3 separate regions of the Mus musculus genome follow, and regions 1 and 2 are each linked to region 3. The links are chromatin contacts, called in public HiCAR-type and HiChIP or PLAC-seq maps. All regions are on one chromosome and are shown on one strand. Each heading gives the region's core, a stretch centred on a gene start, on an enhancer-like site or on the middle of the called end of the contact. The rest is flanking DNA. Distances are from core to core; before and after follow the strand shown. Region 1 holds the start of 2900009J06Rik (RIKEN cDNA 2900009J06 gene). Region 2 holds the start of Dars (aspartyl-tRNA synthetase). Region 3 holds the start of Pfkfb2 (6-phosphofructo-2-kinase/fructose-2,6-biphosphatase 2).

Region 1 (2,700 bases), core at 64-2,563, 2.9 Mb before region 3:
CACGTGTGAAGGTTAGAGGACAATTTGTAGCATTTGGGTCTTTCCCTCTACCATATAGGTGGGGAGTGAACTCAAGTTGTCCGGCTTGGCAGCGTTGCCTTTAGCTGGTCGGCCATTTCAACAGCCCTCGTTGGCTTTTTAAAAGCCAGTTTTCGATAACTGACTGCAGTCTTCAGAAAATACTTAAAAACTAAAGTGTAATTTGGTCATATACAATAGGCATTAACTCAGAGGCAGATAACATGTAAACAAATGAGTGGTGCTTCCTTACAAAAAGATGGAAATAAATCATCAGTTATAAGAGACCTTACTTTATAAAATCCTAAACAATTTTTTTCTTAGCTTCTCTTGCACTCATTTGTTAGACTGTTGGCCTAGTATGCCTAAGGCCCTCTGCTCCAGCACTTCAACCAAGATGCGGCACACCAGCCTATAATCCCTGCACTTTGTTTCTGGACAACCTGAGTTACAGCGTTCTGCTTCTCCCCAACCATCCCCCAATCTCAACCCGCAGAAACCACACAGACCTTCAAAACCATACACCCCATCTGGATGGAAGGCCTAGAGAGTCATGACCTCCAATTATTAACTTCATATTGTTTGACAGGTAACTTAATAAGAAAGATATCTGCAGAGTGATGCCACTGGCCTTGTAATCCCAGCACTTCCGAGGGGGAAGCAAGAGGACAGTAAATCCAAGGTCATTCTTGGCTACAAGAGTGAACACAAAGCCAGTCTGGGACACATGGCACATCGTTTTAAAACAACCCATACCCCTTGAGTGGCTTTAGGTTTAAAGTAACGTTTTAAAGGCGCATGCTCCCCAACATCTACTAGCGATTTAAAAAACAAAACCAAAAAACCCAGAAGACACTGTTAGTTCACTGCTAGAATTAGCGTTCTTTCCTAGCTAACTCCTCCGGAGGGTAGCCATTCGTGGACACAGGAGTCAACAAAGCTAAGAAAATACACCCACCAACATGTAAGAAAATGGAAGCTACAGCACGAAGCCGAGACTAGAAAAGCCTTTTCTGACTTTAACGCACCCGCAAACTCACAGACCACAAAATAAACCGTTTAGTTGAAAGCTAACGTCCAAGCCCTATTAGGCAGCCTCAGGACCTCTTCCCTGTTCGCCCCGCCCCTTCCCCTTAGCCCCTCCCAGATCCAGCATGCACCGCGTCGACCTTTTCTTTCCGAGTGACCCCCACTTTACGGCGTCTCCCAATGACAAGAGGCGCAGAGCATTGTGGTCCCGCGGGTCCGAGAGAGAGAAAGGGGAGGGAGGCCGGAAAGAGAAAGCAAAAGACCAGCGCGAGCCGGCAGGGCGGGTCCCTGCGCGTGCGCGTGGGTAGCAGCAGGCCCGGAAAAGGCGTGGCCCACCCTACGGAGAGCACATTGGGGCGGGGCCTCGACACATTGGCGCGGAGTCCCGGAGGCAGGCGGGGAGGGGGCGGGCTCAGGGCGCGGGCGGAGGAGGAAGTGTCATGGCGTCGGGCCGTGGAGCTTCTTCTCGCTGGTTCTTTACTCGGGAACAGCTGGAGAACACGCCGAGCCGCCGCTGCGGAGTGGAAGCGGATGAAGAGCTGTCGCATCGCCAGCAGGCGGCCAACCTCATCCAGGACATGGGGCAACGTCTCAATGTGTATCCTTTTTCTAGTTGCGGCCCTGCGTCCCACACGCCCTGGTCGCGCTCGCCGGGTGACCGGGCCTAGTGTCCCGGGAACATGGCGCCGCTCCCTTTGCCGTCTTTTGATCTCGGGAAAGACACAGAGAAAGCTAGGGCCCGAGCTGCCGTGGCGAGCCGGAGAAAGAGGAGATGTGCCGGGGAAGGCGGGCCGGGAGCCCGCGTTGTATAACCTGTGTTTGGGAGCGCGTGATGCGGGAGGGAATAGCAGTGCTTCCCTGGCGAGAGAGGAGGAATCCGGGATGAGCAAAGCCAAGGGGCGGCCCCTTCCACTTTCGGAAGTCAGAAAAGGCCTTGAGACGTAGAGAGGTCGCAGATGTTCCACGGAAAGTGTTTTCCGAGGCTTCCGTGCCGGCTCCAGGGCGGCTCTGTTGCGCCGGGGGAACGCACGTAGATGTTTCATGTTCTTTGGGTGTGTGGCGCGCGCCTTTCGACTACTTTATTTCTACTGTACTAAGCTGTAACCTAATTGCAAATAATTCCTGGGCTCTCCCTACGTAGCGTATTAGAATAATTTGGCATCCAGACTGATTTCTCTTCTCCCCGCAGACTTTCTGCATACTTTCAGGTTGAGGATTGGATTTGAGTAAATGGAAAGGGGATTTTTCCATTCAAATTGATTTAGTTTTTGGAAACATTTTGCTTAGATTATTTTCTAAACGTTGCATCCCAGCTCTCAGCTTACAATAAACACTGCGATTGTTTATATGCACAGGTTTTATATGCACCATTCCTTCACCAAATTCAACAGAAATGTAAGTACTGTTTTATTGTTTTAGACGCCGAATGTTAAAATGAGTAGATAATGCGAAAACAAGTTAGTTGATCGTTGTTTTTACTTATAAATTGAGCGTTCTACGTTTACTATAAATGTGAGTTATGCAATAAACGTTTTGCCTCGTGCAGAGGAGTGTGTGTGAGAGAGAATTTTATTAATTAAGCTGTAAAGCACAGTGTTAGCCTTTTGTTGTTGGATTTGTTGGGGAGGGGGGTGTTGTTTTGTTTTGAGACAG
Region 2 (2,700 bases), core at 64-2,563, 2.3 Mb before region 3:
GTTCCTTCCATTTATTTATAGAACTCTATTATAATGTCTACCATATACTGTATCTTATACCTATACTACTTACAATGGTGTGTTGATAATTTATACAATTAGACACACTAACACACAAAAATAATTTCCTTAAATTTTTTTTTAACAAGGTAGTTTTGAAAGATGTCTGAAACAGTTTCTGTTCTTCTACATTCTCTTGTTGAAATTGTTTCTTCAATATGAGAGAACTGTCACATAATGGTATGTGCCATAAATAGGTGGTGCATTTGAACCAAAGGGGGGTGAAAATAAGAAAAAAAAGTGTTATTGTTTCTATTTAGTACTCACATTTCAGCAGAACTAAATAGTAACTTATTATTCTGAGTTATGATGTAGTTAGCAAATGCTGAATTCCTCCACCAAAAAATTAGGAGCCAGGAAAAGATTAAGACTTAAGTATTACTACAAACACCTAACTTAGAGGATTTCAAACCTTGACTTCTGCAAAGTGCTATGGATCACTGAGGGTTATCTCTGGGAATTGCACTACCCTACCTCACAGAGTCACTGAGAAAGGAAACCAAGATAACACGTGTTGGCAGCTGTCACAAGGAAAAGTCATTAAATACACTGGCAGCTCGTGCTGCAAAGGGCTGTCTTTACTGGCCAGAACATTATGAGGGCTGAGGGTATCGATTAGTGGTGCTTTATCAGAAATGTCCGGGGACTGGGCTGGTGTGTTCCGTGCAGGACGTGCTAACCTAGGAAGGCTCGAGTGAACCTCGCCGCAGCTACTTCCGGTTCCGCGAGCGCCCACGTTTGCCTGTCCCCCCACCCCCAGGAACACGGTTCTTCCAGGCCACGGTCCCAAGAGTTAACAGTCCCGAGTAGTTGAGGCCGCGAGCCCAGGCACGGCCCCTGGGGTCCTCGGGAGCACTGGCCTGCGACGCGACACCCCACGCCGCGGCCTGCGAGTAAAGCGCTGACGGGAGCTACGGAAGCGGCGCCCGGATCGCCCCACTCCCTCCCTCAGCGCACTCCCCGACCCGGGGGGAAAGGAGGAAACCCACTTCCGCCGCGTCCACGATCTCCCGCGGCTTCTCCTGACCCTTACGGCTGGCGTTGGTGCTGGGCATCAGGACACTGGATTTGGGGAGTGGATACCACCCTCCCTCGCAGGCTTCCGTAGGACAGGCTAAGAAGCGGCTCCCTCCCGCACAGTCTCGCCCTCCCAGCCCGGGTTCTAAGCCCCCAGTCTCCGCGTGGAACCTTGGCTTCGGAAATATCGCGAGAGCCACAGCGAGCTCTCGCGCGCCGCCGCCAGCTCCTCCCTCTGCCCCGCCCACGGGAGTCATGGGGCGTGGCCCAGAAGTGGGTGTGGTCTCGCAGGATAGGCTCCGAGGAATCTTCCCTGCAGAGCCTCTTGACATACCTACCCTCTTGGTCTAACTTCATTCCAGTTAATTGTCTTCCCCTTGCTCCCAGAGTCCCTCTTTTTAAATTTAATTCTAATTATTTTAAAGACAGGGTCTGTGTAATGCTGTCTGGCCTGGAACTCACGAGGATCCTCCTGCCTCTGCTCCCTGAGTGCTGGGATTAAGAGTGTGAAACACCACGAGCTTGCTTACTTGTATATTTAGAGACAGGGAGTTGGGGGTGGGGTGAGTATCATTGTTTCACCCTCCCTGGCAGACAGCTTGTCTCGCGTCCTGCCAGCTGGGATCTCCGCTTTTGGAATTGATGCCTTCACTGCCCTGTGGAAGCCTGTCTCTTGGGTCAGAGGAGGTCTCTGGGCAACCTGCTCTGTGTGGGAAGGCAGGATGCTGTGTTAGAGGTAGGCAGGTAGGCTCCTAAGGCAGGATGGAGTACTGTTTTAAAAGCAATAGCCTACAGGTTTTCCTTGACTTGTTGTGTTGTGAAAGGCAATGCATAGTATAGTGTTGGTTGTCTAATGGGTGAATCTTCCCTAAATTAGACTTTTGAAAAATGCTGTCGTTTTTATTGAATGTGGGCTTTGGTAATTCGGGCCTGCAGTTAACAGCACTCAGGAAGCAGAGGCCAGCCTTGTTTGCGTAGTGAGACTCTATCTTAAAACAACAACCAAGAAGGAAAAGTTTGTTGGGATGAAATTTGAAGACTTGATTACATACTACTTCCGGTGCTGGACACAAGCTTTAGCCGTCTTTGTCACATTTTAGCTGTCTGTAGTGTCTTATCTTGACATAAAATGTCATGGTCAATACTTGTTAACAGGATACAATTGGACCCTCCTCCCCAACCCTACCTTATCCCCTCAAATGAAAGCTCTCTGGGAATAACTTTACTTAGATCTGGAATCCAGGTAAGATTTTACTTAGATCTGGAATCCAGGTAAGATAGATATGGTGGCTCCAGAAGTGTAGTTTACTATGTAGTTATAGGTGGGGGAAAATATGGTTCAATTAACTCATCAGTGGTTATAAATATGTGCTTTGTGCTAAGCGTTATATAAACCATTGGCAATAAAATGATTACTGATGGTTCTGGCCAGGATCCTGAGCTGATCTTTCTACTTGACGCAGGCTGACTGCCGAGAAGAGACACATCTTAATCTGCTACTGTTTGCTCAAAACAGAAGAATGTATTCATTCCTTAGGGAATGATAGTGAATACTTATGGTCAATAGCACATTCCATTATAGTCAAGGGATTCCAATGCAGAAAGCATCTGAATTGGCTCCAT
Region 3 (2,700 bases), core at 162-2,661:
CTGGGACAAAAACCCCACGAGGGATCCGCAGCCAGTCACTCTTTACCAGAACTCACAGCATGTCTTCCCTGCCCTTCGCAGATTTGAGGCGTGGGGTTTATAGCTGCTGTTGCAGTCTTCTGGGGAAAATGTACTATTCTCAGACATGGTAGTTCTTCAGGAGGCACCTGGGAAAGGAGAGATAATAAAATAGAAGGAAGGGAAGGAAGGTATCCCTAAAAATGGTGCAGAGAATTAGTGTGACAAAGGGAAGAAGCCCCTACCAAGATCCAGGTCCAGCCTCTTGCTCCTACTTCACAAACACTTGTTCTTGGGTGTCACAAACCTGACTCCTCACGTATACAGCTGCACCCCAACTTTGCAGTTCTTTGCTGACTTGGTTCACACTCATACATCTCAAACCCAGCAAGCCTTCCAGTAATCTTAATAAAGCAGATTTTCCTAGCATGATTACTTCGTCTTATTTTACAGAATTGACAAATGAAGATAACCAAAGTACCTTGTTCAAGTTTCTTGCCCTCACATTCTAAGTTTAAGAATACAGACAGAACAGAGGTGGGAATCAGAAGCGCTGGAGATGCGGAGAGATGAAGTGCACTTGATCAAGAAAGCAACCCCAATCCAAAGGAAAAACTCAGTCTCGGCGGGGGGGCGGGGGGGGGGAGAAGGAGGGAGGGAAGGAGAGGGAGAGAGGGAAGGAGAGAGAGAGGGAAGGAGAAAAAGGAGAGGGGAAGAGGGAAGGAGAGGGAGGGGAAGAGGGGGACAGGGAGAGAAGGGAGAGAATGAGAATGAATTTGGAAACTGGTGAGAGGGACGGACGGGGTGAAAGCACACTCTAGGAAGGAAGAACTGTAGTGGAGCTGTGATAGCCCTAGCATGTTACATTCTCTGACGTTCTCCACCCTCCCTGCCCTTTCCTATCCATACCCTAGGGCGCAGCGGAAGTAAATGACTTATGGAATGTTACCTGCAAAATAAGCCTTGCGTCCTGATATCAACTAGGGTGAGAGGGACTGGGACTCACTACTCAAACCCCGATGCCAAGGAGCTCAAGACAAAAGATTCTATTTAAAAAAAGGAAAAAAAGAAAAGAAAAGAAAAAAGAAAACCCGTGCACGGCTCCTGGCCTGACAGAGCCAATTCTCCAGTCCTCACTCCGCAGCTGCGGCTCAGTGTCCCTGAAGGGCTGCACGCCCAGGAGCGTCACCCGGAGCTACACTTCCCGAAAGCACGAAGCACTGTCGCTCTGCACCATCCCCGCGCCCGCGCAGCACCCCAGCCCCGCGTCCAGACTGCTCAATTACCGCTCACCCTATGACCTGTCCTATTCGTCCTCCCTGCTGTAGACCCAGTGTCGCCACCGGAGCACCGGGTACCAAAGCTGGCAGACAGACTGAAGTAGTCCGGGCTCCGGGGGTTGGGGCGAGTCACGTGGGGCGCTTGGCCCCGCCCACGCTGGCGTCAGCCCTCACCTGGAGGCACGCTGGACCAATGAAGCACCTGCAGGGCAGGGGGCGGGCTCCTGGGGTCTGGGAGGACCTGTGACAGCCTAAGGCTGTCAGCTCGCAAAGCAGCCGGCCCAGGGGAGCTTGGTGGCATTGTTGCCTGGAAACAAATGGAGCTGGAGGCGGGGTGAATTAAAAGCCTTCCCTTCCCCCCCCCCCTTCCCTTATTCTCGCGAGACCTGTTTGGCTGACATCTTGCGTGGGAGTGACTGGTGAAAAGTGAGGCTTAACGCCTTCGTTCCTGAATCTCCAGCTAGACTAGGTTCTGGGAGGTTGAGGTCGGCTTGTAAAGATGCCTTGCTGGCTACCAGAAGGCAAGAGCTAACTAACTACAACTTCTGGTCAGCATCCTTGGAGCCTATGGATCCGGGAGCCTCCCATTCACCAGACAGGTGACTCCAAAGCATGTTCCTTGATTTCCCCCTCCATCCCTGGACCCAGGCTACATTATCTGTGGTCATCTGGAAGAGCCAAGGAGGAGGAGAAGTGCACCCGCTCCTGGTGTGAGGGTACAGAGGGACAGATTCGCTGTAACTGATTCACAGTAGAGGCTGTTGCAGTGGGGTTTATATCTCCCAGAACTACTTTTCAAAGTCACTCCCCCTGCACACCATTGGTACCTGACAATGCTTGACAGTCCAGAGTGGGGAGGGGGACTTGTTTGCTGCTTTGGCTAAACGGTGGGGGAGGGACCCTAGAACTGTTTTCACTCCTTCCTTCTTGACCCGAGAGTCAAGTCATCTTCCACACAATCCAAATATGCGTTTCACACCCCCGCGGCGAGTTCCAGCGTGCTACGAACTGTCATTATTCGGCGTTTACTGCACACCTTTAGAACTATGGTCAAGGCAGTCTCGGGCTCCCGGGCTACAGAGTTGGAAACTGGCTAGCTATCTGGTCAGGTCTCCTCTCTGCCCGTCTGTCTTCTGTCTCTCGGCCACCGCGAGGACTGCGTTGCCATGATGAAGTGTCTTCCTACTGGGATACGAGGAATCGGACTGGAATCCTGATGACCAAGAGTGAGTCCTCTTGAGCCCTGCCACCAACCGCGGGAGTGAGGCGATCGCCCCAGGCACGGCTGCTGACCTCATACAGTCTTTCTGAGGTGGCAGATGGACGCTTTCAAGTTCGTCTCACGGGACTCCCCGCTCGTCCCGTCCACTTGGCCTCAATGAATCAGTTCGGCGCAGCCACG

The links. HiCAR-type assays count read pairs that join an accessible place to other places. HiChIP or PLAC-seq counts read pairs in DNA pulled down with a chosen protein or histone mark.
Region 1: a contact with region 3 is called in a HiCAR-type map of astrocytes, with 5 times the contacts expected there. The contact joins the promoter of 2900009J06Rik here to the promoter of Pfkfb2 in region 3. A contact is called at or near these places in 2 of 39 promoter capture datasets (hippocampal neurons and liver), 2 of 115 datasets of contacts at active chromatin or transcription factors (astrocytes and stem cell-derived neural progenitor cells) and 2 of 9 other capture datasets (adipose tissue and liver).
Region 2: an H3K27ac HiChIP or PLAC-seq map of cardiomyocytes shows a contact between it and region 3, with 4 times the contacts expected there. The contact joins the promoter of Dars here to the promoter of Pfkfb2 in region 3. A contact is called at or near these places in 1 of 39 promoter capture datasets (hippocampal neurons), 1 of 115 datasets of contacts at active chromatin or transcription factors (cardiomyocytes) and 1 of 9 other capture datasets (embryonic stem cells).

Annotation. Positions count from the first base shown.
Region 1 is chr1:127,772,741-127,775,440 of GRCm38.p6, forward strand. 2900009J06Rik (RIKEN cDNA 2900009J06 gene) reads right to left here and starts at 1,314. Exons shown (of 2, transcript NR_045298.1): 1 at 1,188-1,314. It overlaps Ccnt2 (cyclin T2), which reads left to right and starts at 1,424. Exons shown (of 9, transcript NM_028399.1): 1 at 1,424-1,645; 2 at 2,361-2,442. The coding sequence starts at 1,488.
Region 2 is chr1:128,416,103-128,418,802 of GRCm38.p6, forward strand. Dars (aspartyl-tRNA synthetase) reads right to left here and starts at 1,314. Exons shown (of 16, transcript NM_177445.5): 1 at 1,050-1,314. The coding sequence starts at 1,115.
Region 3 is chr1:130,714,410-130,717,109 of GRCm38.p6, forward strand. Pfkfb2 (6-phosphofructo-2-kinase/fructose-2,6-biphosphatase 2) reads right to left here and starts at 1,412. Exons shown (of 15, transcript NM_008825.4): 1 at 1,312-1,412; 2 at 57-167. The coding sequence starts at 147.